2 separate regions of the Hordeum vulgare genome follow, and region 1 is linked to region 2. The links are chromatin contacts, called in public Hi-C maps. All regions are on one chromosome and are shown on one strand. Each heading gives the region's core, a stretch centred on a gene start, on an enhancer-like site or on the middle of the called end of the contact. The rest is flanking DNA. Distances are from core to core; before and after follow the strand shown.

What was found. A called contact is a pair of places that touch in the nucleus more often than the background predicts.
Region 1: a Hi-C map of leaf shows a contact between it and region 2, with 2.2 times the contacts expected there. The contact joins the promoter of LOC123439122 here to the promoter of LOC123439118 in region 2. A contact is called at or near these places in 3 of 6 Hi-C or Micro-C datasets (all in leaf) and 1 of 1 datasets of contacts at active chromatin or transcription factors (embryo).

Annotation. Positions count from the first base shown.
Region 1 is chr3H:2,613,798-2,617,874 of MorexV3_pseudomolecules_assembly, forward strand. LOC123439122 (protein tfg-1-like) reads left to right here and starts at 1,314. Exons shown (of 2, transcript XM_045115869.1): 1 at 1,314-2,124; 2 at 2,876-3,192. The coding sequence starts at 1,625. The coding sequence ends at 2,876.
Region 2 is chr3H:2,551,573-2,555,290 of MorexV3_pseudomolecules_assembly, forward strand. LOC123439118 reads left to right here and starts at 2,020. Exons shown (of 1, transcript XM_045115866.1): 1 at 2,020-3,078. The coding sequence starts at 2,086. The coding sequence ends at 2,673.

The DNA of each region.
Region 1 (4,077 bases), core at 64-2,563, 62 kb after region 2:
TCCATATGTAAAAAATTGTCTCCAAGTGAAGTGTAATTTCAATTTGCTTCTTATCTAGAATATCTTGTTTCATTTGTCCAACAAGATTACGCCCAACACATTTGGGTACGTAGTTCGTTTACGACGTAGAAAATAATATGCTTACTTCTCCAAAGAGACAAAATAATCTGCTTACACAAAAAAATAGGGTTTGCTTTCCAAGTTACAAATACTCTCTCAGATCTAAATTGCCTACAAAAAGAGAATAAATTTTGACATGGAAGAAAACATTATTGATTTTTTCTTATCCAATGAAAAAATGCTTCCAACGGAAATAGTATTTGCTTCTTATGATGCCAGAATTTGCTTCTATGTACAAGAATGGTCAAGGGGCTATCTTCTTCTCGGCACAATGTCACTATGGTCCACCGTGATGCTGATTCCACATCCGCAAGGGGCACACTGGCCAGACCATGGAAGCACCCACACTGGCACGCCTCATGATTATACATAGAGTAGACGTGTAGGCGGTGTCGGCATGGAAACGGTGGCTACAGACAACGTAGACGCGTGGAGGATAAACATGCATTAGGGGCTCCCCGTGGAATTCTCTTTACCATTTGTGAATAGTACTGTGGAAGATGGTCGTGGGCACGGCAGCATGCCGAAAAGATCGAGCGTGGTGGCGGGAACGGTGGAGCAAGGCCGTGGAGACCATGCGGGCCTGCCATCCACCGGTGTTGAATTTGTTGCTCTGGCGGCTACCTCCCACAGAGTGTCTCCACCTCGCCGCCACGGTATGAGGGGACAAGACGATCTCGCCATCGCCGAGGCTTCCGGCGGCATGAGATCGAATCGGCTTGTCGGGAGTTGTCGGCGCTTTGCATTTGACGAGACCAACCACGTCGAGGAGAGAGATCGGTAGTAGCAGGTTAGGGTTTGGTGAACATGGGATGGGGGGATGAAGCTGTAAGAAGGATATATATATGGCAAATACGTGACGTTGGATGGGATCGACGGCCTAACAGACGGCTGGTGATTTCCTCCTATCAGTATACTGATGGAAAGCGTTTTCTTTTAAAAAAATAGGAGGACTCGGGCTGAGCTAGACTAGCTACATATGCTCCCCTCGAATCAGCTTGTTTTAGATCTCCCCACGAATCAACTAAAATCAATTTACCACCGCAATTTTTCGCCTCCGGTTGGGCTTTGGTTTGGTAGTATACTGATGGAAAGCCCAGCCCGAAACCCGGCCCAACCCTTACATATACCACTAGTACTAGCTAGCTACATGTGGCCAGCCCTTTGAATTAAGTAGTAGAGTAGCTAGCAACATCACTTTACCAGCACAATCCTTGGCACAGTGGCATCAATTAGCACTGCATTTTAGCAGGTACACTTAACAACACATCGAAACCACTCCCCCATTCCTTTCCACCTCCTCCCCAATCCCGATTATAAACCCCCAACACCTCTTCTTCCCCCTCACGTCTCCATCACCTTCTTCCACTTCCCTCCATCAGCTCGCCATCATTCACACACCACCGCATGCAGTAGGCAGTAGCCACACTCCACTGCCATCGCTCTCACGCACAGACAGCATCACCGGCTTGCCTACACCGCACTCCCGTCGCTCTCAGCTGCCATGGCGTCCTACAGGCTGCTGGTCATCCTCGTCTTCTCCGCGCCGCTCCTCGACGCCGCAGCCGCCGACACCTCCTACCAGGCCGACTGCCCCTACCCGTGCCTGCTGCCGCCGCCCACGCCGCCGGCCTCCACCGCCGACTGCCCGCCGCCGCCCTCCGCGCCGTCCGGCTCCGGCTACGGGTACCCGCCCCCGTCCTCCTCCGGGAACGCGCCGCCGTCGCCCTCGTACTGGAGCAACCCTCCGCCCTCTGGCGGCTACATTCCCGGCTACTACCAGCCTCCCTCCGGCGGGGGTGGCGGAGGAGGCGGAGGCGGTGGAGGAGGTGGCGGGAACTACGGGCCGGCGCCGCCCCCGCCCAACCCGATCCTGCCGTGGTACCCATGGTACTACCGGTCCCCGCCGTCCTCGTCGGCGGTGGCAACAACGGGGAGCGCGTGGGCGGCCGTGCTCTGCTTGGTGGCCGCCGCAACTGCCGCTGCTGCTCTCGTCGGTTACTAGTACGGTCATCATCGATCAGTTACTAGCTATACTTTCAGTTCGTAGTCCATCAATTCTTCATATATACTTGATGTATAAGATAATGGGGTGCCATTATTATTAGCCATGCATAATATCTACTAGTATCCATCGATGGTAGTACTCCCTACATATTGATTCATTGCTCAGTTGGCTTTTGGGTGGTGAGTGGAGCGAGCAACTATATATTGCTGGTGCTGGCTAGTTTTCTTGGGAGCATAATATATGTGGCTAGCTGGTGATCTCAAGAATCTTGTGCCTTTCTCTGAGTGCCTCTTCCTTTTTCTTCGTGTTATTAATGTACTCGTCTAGTAGTGGCATATATACTACTCCCTCCGTTCAGAAATACTTGTCGCGTAAATGTATAAAATTATATGTATCTTACGTACTAAAATACATCTAGATATACATTCATTTCTACTCCCTCCGTTTTAAATATTTATCTTTTTAAAGATTCAACTACGGACTACATACGAAGCAAAATAAATGAATCTACACTTTAAATTATGTCTATATACATCCATACTTAGTTTGTAGTGAAATTTCTTAAAAAGACAAATATTTATGAACGGATGGAGTATAATAAGTATTTTCGGATGAAGGGAGTACTAATTTCCCGTGTTGTGAGTAGTAATTGTTTTGAGAATGCATGTGCAGTAATTGTCTCCCCGCCAAAGAAGAATGTATGTACTTAGGCTAGCTTGACAATCGACTTGTGAAAATGTTTTCCAGGAGAGGTGCAAGGTTGACGTGGAAAGGCGGCTTTTCCCGGCCCGTGACGAGCAACTTCCGGAAAAAGTTGAGAGCTTTGCGAGGTGCAGGAAAGTTTCCGTGTGGATCGTCGCTGATCGATCGGCATGATGCATGGCGCCGGACAAGCAAGGAATCGATCAAAAGAGGAAGCGGGGGAAGGGCAGCGCGCAGCTGGCTACGTTGGAGTTTGGGGGAAAGCAAGGAAACAAGATAAGTACTGTCAGGCTGAGTAGCTAGAGCATGCATGGTGACCATCGATTATGCATGCTAGCTAGCTAGGGCGCCGATCGGGTGCGTACATGCGTACGTACGTGACAACACGCATGCTTGGCCTCTTCGTGTCCACCGATCGACACCACCGCACCGACGATATGTACCATCGAAACTAGTAACACATCACACACGAGGCTACGTACCTAGCCGGCCAATCAATCCCGGTAGCATATATATCCGATGAAACGTACGTACGCACCTAGTCATGCATCCTCTCGAGTAATTAAGTACTCAAGTCCCGTTTTGCCTTTGCACGCAAGCTACTCTTTGCATCGGATCGACGAGCCAGTCGTTCAGACCAAGCGATGGACTATAGCTTTCCACCGGTCGATCCACATCCACGCAAGGCCCCCGATCCAAGACGCGATCAAAGCTGCATGCACCCTCTGTCTTCTTCTTTTCACTGCGTGCACATGATGCACTTCCGTCTGTATATGGCCGATGTTTCGATGAGATGATGATCAAAAGTGAACGCTGGTGGCTGCCCAGGTAGCTAGCTCGGTCGTGGGGATGCTGGTGGCCTTGCATGCATGCGCGGTTGCAGTTTCCTGCCAAGTTTCGCGCGCACAGGGCGGCCGCGGATGCAAGAAAAGAAAGATAGAAACTAAAGAGGAAACGAATAAAGAGTATTGGATGCTAGCTAGCCATTCACGGCGGCCGAAAAGAAAGAGCCTAGATCGATCATGTCCGTCGTCGTTAGGTGGCGCCTCCTCTCCAAAAGCTTACTAGTGTGGGAGTAGTGTGTCCAGCTCCATACGTACGACATTTTCTTTTATTGTTAACCGGAACGGAACAAAAGAGTGTGTGCGTATGTGCGCGTGAGAGGGCATCGAATTCGAATCGTCCAGTGGCATATGATTGGGTTCCTTAGCCACGTGAAAATCAAGATGGAGCATCTGACAGAACTC
Region 2 (3,718 bases), core at 770-3,269:
ACATCAATCTTTCTGATGTATGACCAGTTTTAACATGTTCCCTCTTACCCCCTGTTTTCACATGATCTTATTAGTTAGTGGTCTGATTAACTCTTACCTTTTTTACATCACATATAAAAAGAGGGTGTTAGAGGGAGCATGTTAAAGTTTGTCGTGATGTATTTGTTGTATGACTCGACAATTTTATAGTAATTAACTAGGCAACTCACATATAGTTAAAAAATAAATAATAACAAACATTTTGCTTAGTTTACAAAAAGTTTACTCGATGGTCCCTAAATTCCCTTAGAAATGAAGGATATATTAGAAATTTTCAAGCATGCCTCTGTAGTCGTCTTATGGAATCTTTTGATACCTGGCCCATGTGGCCATGTCTTCTTTTCGGCAGAACCGAGAATCACCACCATAAGAAGTAGGAACGTACACACTTCATCATCTGGAAAAGAGAAACTCCTCCAAAGTATCATCTGGAAGTAGCAAGATGTTGTTGTGGAAGAAGAAGTTGAGAACAGGATCAGACCCGTCGACATGATAAATCTTTTTTACCGATGGTCACATGGCAACAACATGTGATGTGCAGCCACCTGACCACCATGGTTTACTTCACCCAATCTGTTCCATGCCAAGCAGGTACAGAAGATAGACTGATGCAGAGGCCGGAGGTAATCCCCCTTTTCTAAAAAAAAAGGTACAGTAGTTAGAACCATACTTAGACACGTGTCAATCAGCTATTGGAACAAAAAACGACCTGACATGAATTTAAAAACAGACGACTGTTCATTAGTCACTCCCAAAGAGAAACTCCTCCAAAGTATCATAGCAAGACTTTGTTGTGGAAGAAGAAGTTGAGAACAGGATCAGACCCGTCGACATGACAAATCTTTTTACCGATGGTCACATGGCAACAACCTGTGATGTGCAGCCACCTGACCTCCATGGTTTACTTCACCCAATCTGTTCCATGCCAAGCAGGTACAGTAGTTAGAACCAAAAGCTGACACAGGCAAGCACAGTTTCTTAGTGTTTCATGTTGACATCGACGGTTGTAATCTGTGGGGGGGAGTCAGAGAACATCTACAACACCATGCGAATTGAGAAGCAGGGGTACTCTTGAATAATAAGGCAAAAAAAGAAGAAGAGAGGAAATCAGGTTGTTCGTGAGGGAAGGACTGAAGACAGGAAGGAAGGATAGGGCCAGACCAAAAGTGCTTGCTGCCTTCCAGTTGTTGTTGCTGCCCACTTGGCTTTATTTATTTCAATCAATAGCCTGCGATCAGGGTCAAGCCAAAGCAGTCGTGGGATTTGGTGCGCAGTCCCCATCCACCCACACCCCTCCTCTCTCCACCGCTGTACCCTGAAACCATCTTGCAAAACGCTCCAAACTCCTTGCCTGCAGTGAGTAAGCCGCATGCATGATTTCAGGGAGGCAGGCAGATCATGCAGTGGGATCATGCAGGATGCCATGATTCGGAAAGGGGACCTTGCTTGCTGCTTCAACGAGGAGGAAGGATGGTCGAGCAGCAGTGAAGCAACAGGCAACAGCAGTTCATGTACCCGATTCTAACTGAAACTGACCAGACAGTCAGTAGCGTATCCTATCCACGGATAAGATGATTGAGAGGGAGGTTACTGGACAGTGTTGGCACACTTGTCACTCCCTCCTTTACTTGCTTGCTTACTTACTACTAGTACCTGTCAACTGAAGTGATCCATCATCGATGTATGTATGTATGCTGACATTAACTGAAGATGTACTGACGTCTTGTGAACAGCACCTGTAATTAACTAACTAGCTAACTAACTAACGTCTGCAGCACACTTCACAAGTTCAGTTCAGTGAAGAAGCAAACGCTTCTTTTCCATGGACGGATGTCACCATCGTTGTTGTCACTCGCCACCACTAGGCACTAGCTGCCCAAAGCCAAAGGTCTCATCTTTCAACTTCTGTACCGTTGATCGCACCGACGCCCGGCGACGATCGCGACGTCGCAACCTCACCCGAGCTTAATTGGAAACCCGCATGACCCTCGCTAATGGCGGTCGTCACCGCCGTTGTTATCCGGTCGCGGTGGTTTCACCGTGGCCATGGACGGGACGTCACGTCTCTATCTCCACCGCTACTTAACCAATCGGGCGTGGCAGGGTAGGGACGCCCCCAGCCTCCAGCCGCACCACGCTCATCGCTGCTACAGCGGTGCCGCCTCCACCCACCCACCCACCCACCCACCGTCACCCAAAAAGAAGATTCCGACCGGGGAAGCGGCGGCCGGCGAGCGGCTGACGATGCCGTCGTCTCCGCGGGCGGCGGTCATGCTCGTCGCGGGCGCGTGGATGTGGTTGTTGCTGCTGTCGGCGGACGGCGCGCGGGCGGACGGTGGCAACGGCACGGTGTGCCTGTGCACGGGCCCGCAGTGCGTGCCGCCGTGCCCCGTCCCGGGCACGCCGCCGACGGTGACGTCGCCGACGCAGTTCCCCTTCTGCCCGCAGAGGCCGCCGGCGATCGGGCCCTTCCCCTGGGAGCAGCAGCCGTCGTCGACGCCGACGCCGAGGTCGGGGTTCCCCCAGGACGCGGGGTTCCTCGCGGCGGCAGCGACGGCGAGACCCACTAGAACGGCCCCATGGCTGGCTGTGGCCGCCGTGTGCTCTGCTTTCTTGCTGCTCCTGCAGCAGTGATTCTGTCTGACGGATGTACTGTAGGCGCGAGTTCATCAGGAGATTCAGTTCCACCGTTGTGCTGATGTCTAAATCTCATATGATATACTCTACATATGTATGTAATCGTAGGTCTTAATTCCAGTTCAATAGGCTACGAACAAACAATCTAAAAGGGATCGGTTGGGTTCCTCCTTTTCGCATCATCTTCTTCTTTTTCTGATTGATTTTGTTCTTTTCGCTGCAACTGGATGGATGCTGGGGCTCTGTTAGACCTGATAATACACATGGAGTAGTACCATTTGGATCTGTGTATGTATGATTGGTGCTTTATCAGATGTTGAGATGCATGGCCTGGATTCTGGAACATGCATATATTCTTGCTTGAGAATGTTAATCAAGTCTTGGCAGCACTGTTGGACGCTAGTACTATCACCTTGTGGTGCTGTCACACATGGCAATGACCAAACAGTCTTTCAGAGCACAAGCCCATGCTTGGTCAGTTCCTGGGTTCATTCATTTATTTTCTGTTGCGGCCAAAGTAAGTGAAGAAGTAGAAAGATCAGTACTGAACCTACGGTTTTTTTTTTCGAAAAGCAGGCATCGCCCCGGCCTCTGCATCGAGTGATGCATGCAGCCATTTTATTAAGAATGAAGTAGTACTGAACCTACGGTTACTGGTGCCTGTGAATAATTTCCTACTGCTTCATTTCCTGAAGAAACACGAATGTAGGTAGAACTGAATATGAGTATCAATTGCTGCAATTAAAGCTACTACAAACCTTTCCAAGAAAGAAAGAAAGAAACCTTTCCATATGGCCAGCATCACCGAAGCGTCAATGCTTCAAACCAAACATCTCAATGTCATCACCAAGGAATAAACCAGCACAAGATGAAGATGATTGCTGTGGGGGTTCACAGTAGTGCACAATAACCTTGTGTCAGAAAGGCAGAGTAACTGAAAAAGAAAGAAACTGAAGTAATTTAGGAGCCACATCAAGAACCTGCCATTTGGCAGGGAGTTACTCATCACTTGTAGGAGGGTTTTCAGAACGGACATCACTGA